Linked DNA regions of Rattus norvegicus: region 1 is linked to region 2. The links are chromatin contacts, called in public Hi-C maps. All regions are on one chromosome and are shown on one strand. Each heading gives the region's core, a stretch centred on a gene start, on an enhancer-like site or on the middle of the called end of the contact. The rest is flanking DNA. Distances are from core to core; before and after follow the strand shown.

Region 1 (4,135 bases), core at 496-2,995, 77 kb before region 2:
GAAGTCTCTCTTATTCAAAGTTCTTATGAGGGTTTGGTGGGGGCTTGCACAGCAACCATGAGGACCAAAGTTTGGATCCCCAGAATCCAGATAAATAGATATGGCATTTATGGGTGTATGTGGCGGCAACCTGAAATTCTAGCCTAGGAAGAGGGAAACAGAAAATTACCTAGAGCAAGCTGGTGTGTGGTGCTAGCCATACTGGGGAGCTCTGGTCTGAATGAGAGACCATGCCTCAGTGAATACAGTAGAAGAGCTGCTGACACACACACACACACACACACACACACACACACACACTCACACACACATATACTCTCTCACACACACACATGCACACACACACGCGCACACACATACATACATATACATACATGCATGCACGCACACCACACACACACACACGCATGCACACATGCACACACGCACGCACGCACACACTCACACAGGGAAATGGAGGGTGTCCCTATGGAAAAAGTCACCTTGCCTCCTACTGGGAGTAGTCATAGCACAGCAGGAGAGCCCGTGTTCACAGTAGACCCCACCCCATGTCTGGCACAGAGACAGCACAGGACACACTTGCCAGATCGACTCGTCAGTGGCCCTAGATGCTGTCACCAGTGGGGGTCTGGGGTAGATTGCCAGTCCGACTTTACAAGCTTGACTCCAGGTTCTGTCATTCCCGTGCCTTAACTGGAGCTGACAGCGGCGAGCACGTGCAGAGAGGTTTGTCAGGGAACCTGAGGAGCTGCCTGACGAGGCTGACAGATGCCTGTCTCCTGTGCCAACAGTTGTGGGTTCATGTCAGACCGAGTCAAAATCAAGATACTTCCTACCCGCCCTCACTCCCCACTGCATGTCAGGAGGATCTTGCTGCTGCCCGGAAGGATGGAGCTGTTTTAACCACAGGATGGCAGTCATGTGTTGACACCTACTGGGTGCCAACCCTCCAACAGGCTGATCCCACGGGTGGCTCAGCATCTCCCGGGTAGACCCTTGCTCCTTGCTGTTTTAGTGCCGACACCAGGGTGGAAGATTCTATTTTCCTCCCTTACGTTGTAGTGTGGGGAGTTATAATGTTGATATATTATACAGAATTTATGTTATTTGAAATTTATTTTATGTTATTTCGTGTCGTGTCGTCTGATTCCCGTTTAATCCTCCTGTCAGCCTGCGGGGAGCGGTTTCCATTTCGGTTTTACAGCCAAGGAGACAAGCCCAGAAAAATGAGTAACGTGCTCACTGCAGAGCCAGCCGGCGGGCCAGCGGTGCTGTGGGAGCGCTGCAGGCGGAGGCAGGCTTCAGAACTGGGGCTCTTTGGACTTGAATGTGAGAAGCGTTCTTTAAGCCTGGCTCGCCGCACATTTCCTGGAGTACCACACCACCCTGTTCGACAGAACCTGAAATGCTAGCCTAGGTCTGTGGACTCAGGCATGCACCGTGCCTCTCTCAGCTCCCGGGGTGCTTCCAGTACCTTTCTTGTATCTGTGGTTACAGGCAGCACTGTAAAATGGCTTCATAGAAGGCCCCAGGACTCTGGCCTCTGGCCGTGGAGCTATCTGAATGTGCGCCCCACTTTCTGTAAGAGGGAACGAATGAGTCTCTGTGCTCAGTTCACTCCATCCCCGGTGGAGGGCAGAGATGGAGGGACAGGCCACTTCAGCTCACTCACTTGCTTGTCACCTGCACCGGGGTGTCAGGAGAGATAACAACAGACCCTGACCCCAGGCCGCCACATTCCAGTTCTGCTCGCACCTGATGAATCCAAGATGGCGGAGCACGGCAGCCAGGAGAGAGGGTAGGGGGAGGATCGGGAGTCTGTGCTGTGAGCTTTTCCCTTTCCACGTTTTATTTCATTCCTCTTAGGTCCTAGCCCACCGGATGGTAGTGCCGACATGTATGTAGGCTGTGTCTTCCCCACTATGTGACCCTCTCTAGAGATACCCTATCTCACACTATCGCAGTTGCTGATTTTCTAGGCATTTCTCAATCTGAGATGGGAGCACGATATCATTCTATTTTATTTTGTGTATGTGTGTGGGCGTGTGGGTGCATCCCTGTGTGCGTGTGCGCATGCGTGTGTGAAAGTGTGCGTTGGGGGTAAGCTATATGTACCTGTGCATGTGGAGGCCACAGGCTGACATCAAAGTGTCTTCCTTAATCTCTCTTGACTTTAATTTTTGAGACAGGGTTTCTTCCTGAACCTGGAGTCTGCCGTTTTGGCAAGGCTGGCTGTCAACAGAACTATGATCTTCCTGTTCCCACACTGCCAATTCTGAGTTTGCAGGTACACTGTTTTATGTGGGAGCTGGGGAAATCTGAACTCAGTTCCTAAGGTTTATATGTCCCGCACTTTATCCACTGAGCTGTCTCTCTAGCCTGGAATATTCTGTCTTAGTTTATTACATTGTAGTGGATTGACTGTCACATCTGGATCATCTGTGGGGAGGGGTGAGCTTGCACTAAGGTCCTGAGGCAGAGCCTTTCCCATGGAGGGAGCTGGGAAGGAGTGGTTAGGGTCAGCCTCTGGTGTTAGCAGACAGCCTTGAGTCAGGCCTCCCACACTTCCTGAAGAGAGGCCAGCTTGGAACTTGGCCAGATAGGAGACACTTTTCCCATCACAGGGAATTGCAAATCAGCCTTGAGAAGGAAGTGACAGGGAGAGAGGCACTTTGTCAAAGAGGCCAAGAAATGGACCTGTTTTGTCTCCATAGAGGGGCCCAGGATCTGAACTCGACCCTCAGTCCCCTCTCGTGCCTTCTAAGGCCCTGAGTAGCTCACATGAGGACAAGGGTGGCTGCTGACTGGAGACGGCTCCCAGGCTCAGGAGCCCTAATCACTCATTTCTAGCTCATTAAGCCGGGCTGACATTTTAATTTTTAACTTTTTATATATTTACAACTCAGTAATTTTTAGTATATTCACCACGTTGGGAAACCATCACTGCAGTCAGTTTTAGAAGATTCTAACTAACCCTCCAAAAATAAACTCTGCAGTGCTTAGCTGTCACCCTCCTGTCCCCGTCCCCGGGGCCCTGACACCCACGGATTGGCTTCCAGCTTTGTCTGAGCAGAGTCTTCTGTCCCAGACACTTTATGCAAATGGATGGACTCACGGCCCTGAGGTCCCTGTGACCGGCTTCTTTGGTCGCATCTTGGATAGATGCGGGTGGGGTGGCCCAGATCTCCACCCAAATCCTTCAGGAGATGCATAGGGGGGTGGTCACTCCACTGTGGTCATTGTCAAGGTCAGAACTCTTTCTCTGGGCATCCAGTCTGACCCACTCCACCTCTAACCTGCACCAGGAATAGCTAAGGACAGGAACCCAAGGAGAGAAGAGCAGCGCTCTTTGTGAGACAGTGAGTGGGCAGCTACACTTCAGTTACTCTCCTTCCACCATTCACCTACCCACCCACTTGCCCACCCACCCTTCTGCCCTTCTAACCATCATCCATCCATCTACCCACTCTCCTGCCGATGTACCCACCATCCTTCCATGTACCCACACATCCATCTACTCAGCCACCTGTCTGTCCAGCCATCCTTCCACACACCTGTCTATCTACCCATCACCCCCTATTTAGCCACTGTTCATCTACCCATCCATCCATCCATTCATGGATCCGTCCATCTGCCCATTCACCTATCCATCCATCCATCCATCCATCCATCCATCCATCCATCCATCCATCCATCCATTCACAGATCCGTCCATGCCCATCCACCCATTATCCATCAGCTCTTTGCCCACTCATTCACTTATCTGTCCATCTACCCACCCGTCCCACCAATTACCCACTTATTTATCTGTCTATCCATCCACCATCCATATATCCATCCACCCATGATTTATCCATTCTTCATCCCTTTTCTACCTTTACCTGTCTGTCTACCCATCTACCCATCTACTCATCCACCCATCCACCCATCCATCTTCCCATTGGCTCACCCATTGTCTTAGTTAGGGCTTTACTGCTGTGAACAGACACCATGACCACAGCAAGTCTTATAAAAACAATGTTTAGTTTGGGATGGTTTACAGGTTCAGAGGTTCAGTCCATTATCATCAAGGCGGGAACATGGCAGTGTCCAGGCAGGAGCTGAGAGTTCTACATCTTCATCTGAAGGCTGCTAG
Region 2 (4,157 bases), core at 1,095-3,594:
CAAGCGCTCTACCACTGAGCTAAATCCCCAACCCGTTCTCTCTCATTCTTAATCTGCTGCATAAATGCCCTGGAGCAAGGACCTCTACCATGGACAGAGCCATTCCGCGTCACTATGGAGAAAGCCGCTCAGAAACCACCATGGACAGAGCTGCCCAGCCGCCAGGACACCATGGACAGTTACTCCGCGCTACCATGGACAGAGCTACTCCGCGCTACCATGGACAGAGCTACTCCGCGCTACCATGGACAGAGCCGCCCAGCCAACAAACCTTCTCCAACAGGAAAGAATGACATCCTGTAAAATGGTGGGCACAGCACGTCTTTCCTCAAGGCCGTTGTTTGTCAGGTACGTAGTTAGAACCGTGGGAGAGGAGAAGGAGATGCAAACAGTACCTGTCTAACCCTGTAGAACTCTCACCCCCAGCAGTCCTTAGCCATTAATTAGGACTGGCCCCTCTCTGCCATAGCGTGGTCTGCCCTTTGGGGTCACACTGCATGGATTTTTGTTCCTTTCCCCAGAGAAGGAAATTGCAGTGTCCATATGCAAGGAGTATTACTCAGCCTTGAAAGGGGAGGGAATTTAGGGATGGGGGAAGCTCAGTCGGTAAAATGTTTGCTATGTAAAGATAAGGAACTATTTCAAATAGTCCCCAGAACCTATTTCAAATCTTGGCACACATCTGTAATTCCAGGGCCGGAGAGACAGCAGTGGGAGAGCATCAGGGCTTGGGCCAGCTAGTCTAGCCAAATCTGTGAGCTTCCTGTTCAGTGAGACCATTCTCAAAAAAGGTAGGCAGAGAGGGGGGCGGGGAAAGATACCAGAGATTGATTGACCTCAGGTTTACACATGACTTCATGACTTACACACATGTGTATGCAGATATGCACACATTCGAGTGCACACAGACATGTGCACACATGGGGGTGACAACATGTATTGTCACATAGATGAACCTCAAGAATATTGTGCTAAGAGAAAGAATCCAAGCACAAGAAGATGGCTATCACACTTCACTCCCCACAAGGGGGATGGACCTAGTATGCCCAAACTTAGGACAGAAGGGAGGACTCTGGTTGACAGGAGCACAAGAGGGGAAGAAAAGGAAAGGCAGAGGGATAGAGGAACTCAATGTGTGTTCTGCAAGATGACCGAGTCCCAGAAATTGATTGAACTGCCATGGGACTCCATGGAACATTCTGAGTTGAGCTCTTTAAAATGCAGAGGCCGCTGGTTCACTGTGGGGTTTGTTTAGCATCTCGCCCAGCAGAGACGTAGGAATAAGAAGCAAGGACTCAAACACCTGGGCAGGTGGGCGTGGCTGCAGGACCCAGCCTGGTCTCTGAGCCTCACCTGAGGCCACCAGATTCTGCTTCTACCTTTACCTGTTCACAGCCTGAGTGGATGAAGCTCCTTTAGCAGCACCTGGTAATTCAATGTGGTCGACTTGGCCCATTCTTTTAAGTATTCTGAAGTCTTAAATAAATCCGAAAGAGAACAGAAATAACCAAGGACAGAAAGGTGGGTTTCTGAATCTGATTCTGATTCTATCCCCTACCCCAAGTCTCTTTCCCCAGGGCTTGACTCCACCAGCAGCCGCTGCCTGACAGCCACACCAGGCTCTACTGAGAACCACGATGCTTCTCCTATCAATCTCCGCCTCCCCAGGCTCTGTAGGTGTAGAAGCTCATGATAAAGCCACTGTCCTGGTTGCTTGCTGATGCCAGCACCTTAGTCTCTGCCTTCTCCAACTGGCCCAGAGTTCTCCTTATGGGCAACCAAGGCTACAGAATGATGCCCTATTTAGAAAAGAAAAACTAAAATAGGAAGGATGCAAGACATAGAGAGTAGGAGGGAGAGAGACAGAGCTGAGAGATTGGAGCTCAGTGTCTTTGGATATTTTGAGCACCCCCCACCCCAAATCAGAATTGTAATTGTTCTCACATGACCCCCCCATGGTACAGTGTCTCTTTTCTCTCTCTCCCTGTCTCTTTTTATCTGTCTCTGTCTCTTCTGTCTCTCTGTGTTTCTGTCTCTATCTCTCTCCCTCTCTGTCTCTCAGTCTCTCTCTCTCTCTCTCTCTCTCTCTCTCTCTCTCTCTCTCTCTCTCTCCCTGTTCTCTGTCTTCCTCTGGTGAAGGAAAATGTGCTTTGGCCAAAGATTGATGAGAGCCAGCCCTGGAAGAAGAAAAGTAGCTTCAACAGATGTCTCCAGAACCCTCACTTCCACAAGCCGACTCTTCTGACAGCTCCGTGGTGGAATGTTGTGGCTAGACAATTCCGTGGTGTGATGTGGCCCTCCAGGAGAGAGCAGTTACATGTGGCCACCTCTGGGAAAGCATCAAAGTGACCTTCACTCAAGTCTGGGCCCTACAGTTCATTAGCTGCTTTTGTCTTTCCGACCTCCGACCTCTTCCATAAGCGAGAATCGTGCCTCCCACACGCTGCCACTGCCGCGTTCAAGTTCGGTAATGTATGTAAAGCGCCAGGCCCTATCACGGGAGATCTGCGGCTGTTCTCCTTCCCCAACTCCTCTCCCCATGGGTGAGGAGGCAGGAACACCCAGAGCATCCATTGCTGGCATTACTGCAGCTGCTCTGCGCCATCACGAAGCATGACTGGGGAGGAATCGTGATAAGCCTCTTATGCTTTCGATATTAGCATTCTCAGGGCTTACTGCAAATTCTTCATCATATTTGTTCTTTAAGAGAAAAATGGAAGCTTTTAGGAAAGTAGAATTAACCTCGGTTACAGCTCTCTGTTACAAGCTGGACACAGGGGGAGAATACCTTTTCCAAGGTCACATGGCTACTGGGTGGCCATGTCAAGGTGGGAACCCAGGTTTTTTAAAACTTGCTTACACTTTTTAAGTTTTCCTCTGGGAAAGCCAGCTCAGGCCTAAAGGCAGATAACCCTCTAGGAGATGGGCCATGGAAGGTGGTGGACATCCTTGCTCCATGGAATCTGTGCCCTGTGTGAACTTGTCACACGGTTCCCTCCCTCTCCTTCTCAAAGCATCCTTCCAGAGACCCTAAAGTGCCTCTGTGAGCCTCGTACATATTTATATGCCTGCGTGCTCGATAAAAATAAAACCACTTCACCCACCACTGAAAGGCAGCCACTCGGGGTGTGAAATATGGGACTTATCGAACCACTGAGAAGAATGGCTCTCAGGAGAGACCTCGTCCCTCCTGACATTGCAAGGGGTCTGAGAGGAGGAGGGAGGGTTTGACCGTCTTGATAACGAAGTTCTAGACTTCTGTAGGAGCAGGTGCCCTGGACACCCTTGGTTTCAGTGCTCTGGGATGTGCCCTTCACACATATCTCTCACACACCCCTGAGCCTCGCTCCCTGACAGAGGCCTGCCAGCATCAGGGGCTCTGGACACCAAGCACTCCCAAACCCCGTGTCCCTCAAGAGTCATATCATGCTTTAAGAGTCATGGACTGTGTTAAGGGGGGAGGTGTCTGATCAAGGACCAGCACCTTTGGTGTTTTTGTTTAGCAGCCACTATGGCTTCTATAGTCTCTCCAGGATGGTGACTGGTTAGAGCCCTATCCCAGACTGAGGCTTTGCACCAGGGTTTCCTTCTCCCCGCACCCTACCCTTCTCACTACTTCCATAACCCACTGAGGCAGCACAGCATAGTGAGAGCCTTGTGAAGACGTCACCCCAGGTGTGCCAAGTCTGTGATGTCACCCCAGGTGTGCCGGATCTGTGGCAGGAGAGCTAAGGTCTCTGAGCATGAGCAAGGATCAGTCAGCTCCCTGAGCAGAAGAGCTCTTGTGTGGGGGTGAGGCAAAGGAGGAGGAAGGTGGGTTAGGGAGGGGTGCTTCAGTCAGAGGGAGTAGCATGAATGAAGCTCTGTGGCTGAGAGTGAGCTGGCAGGGCTGGCGGAGCAAAGGATACAACCCCAGCTACTTAGGAGGTTAAAGGTTCAAGGTCAGCCTAGATACCTTAGGAAGACCCTGTATCAAAATAAGGCAAGACAAATCAGAACAGGACTGGAGTTGTTGTTCAGTGGTGAGACATGTGCCTGGCATGTTCGAAGCCTTGAATTTGATCCCCAGAATATGAGATGGAGGAGTAGTGTCCCAGCAGTGACCTCCTATGTAGCAGGAGGCCACCGGAGCCAGTCTAAGGTTACAGCATAGAGTA

The links. Hi-C and Micro-C count contacts between places; a contact is called where the count stands out from the background.
Region 1: a Hi-C map of frontal cortex shows a contact between it and region 2, with 2.5 times the contacts expected there. The contact joins two enhancer-like sites. A contact is called at or near these places in 2 of 12 Hi-C or Micro-C datasets (frontal cortex and prefrontal cortex).

Annotation. Positions count from the first base shown.
Region 1 is chr5:157,879,756-157,883,890 of GRCr8, reverse strand. LOC134487088 (a long non-coding RNA gene) reads right to left here. Exons shown (of 2, transcript XR_010066802.1): 2 at 4,005-4,135. Among named protein-coding and RNA genes, the nearest start is that of Igsf21, 87 kb to the right of the region's middle. Within about 2 kb of position 1,745, at least 6 of the 93 cell types and tissues checked have an H3K27ac peak or open chromatin away from gene starts, as enhancers often do.
Region 2 is chr5:157,802,873-157,807,029 of GRCr8, reverse strand. No RefSeq gene overlaps it. Among named protein-coding and RNA genes, the nearest start is that of Igsf21, 9.7 kb to the right of the region's middle. Within about 2 kb of position 2,344, at least 2 of the 93 cell types and tissues checked have an H3K27ac peak or open chromatin away from gene starts, as enhancers often do.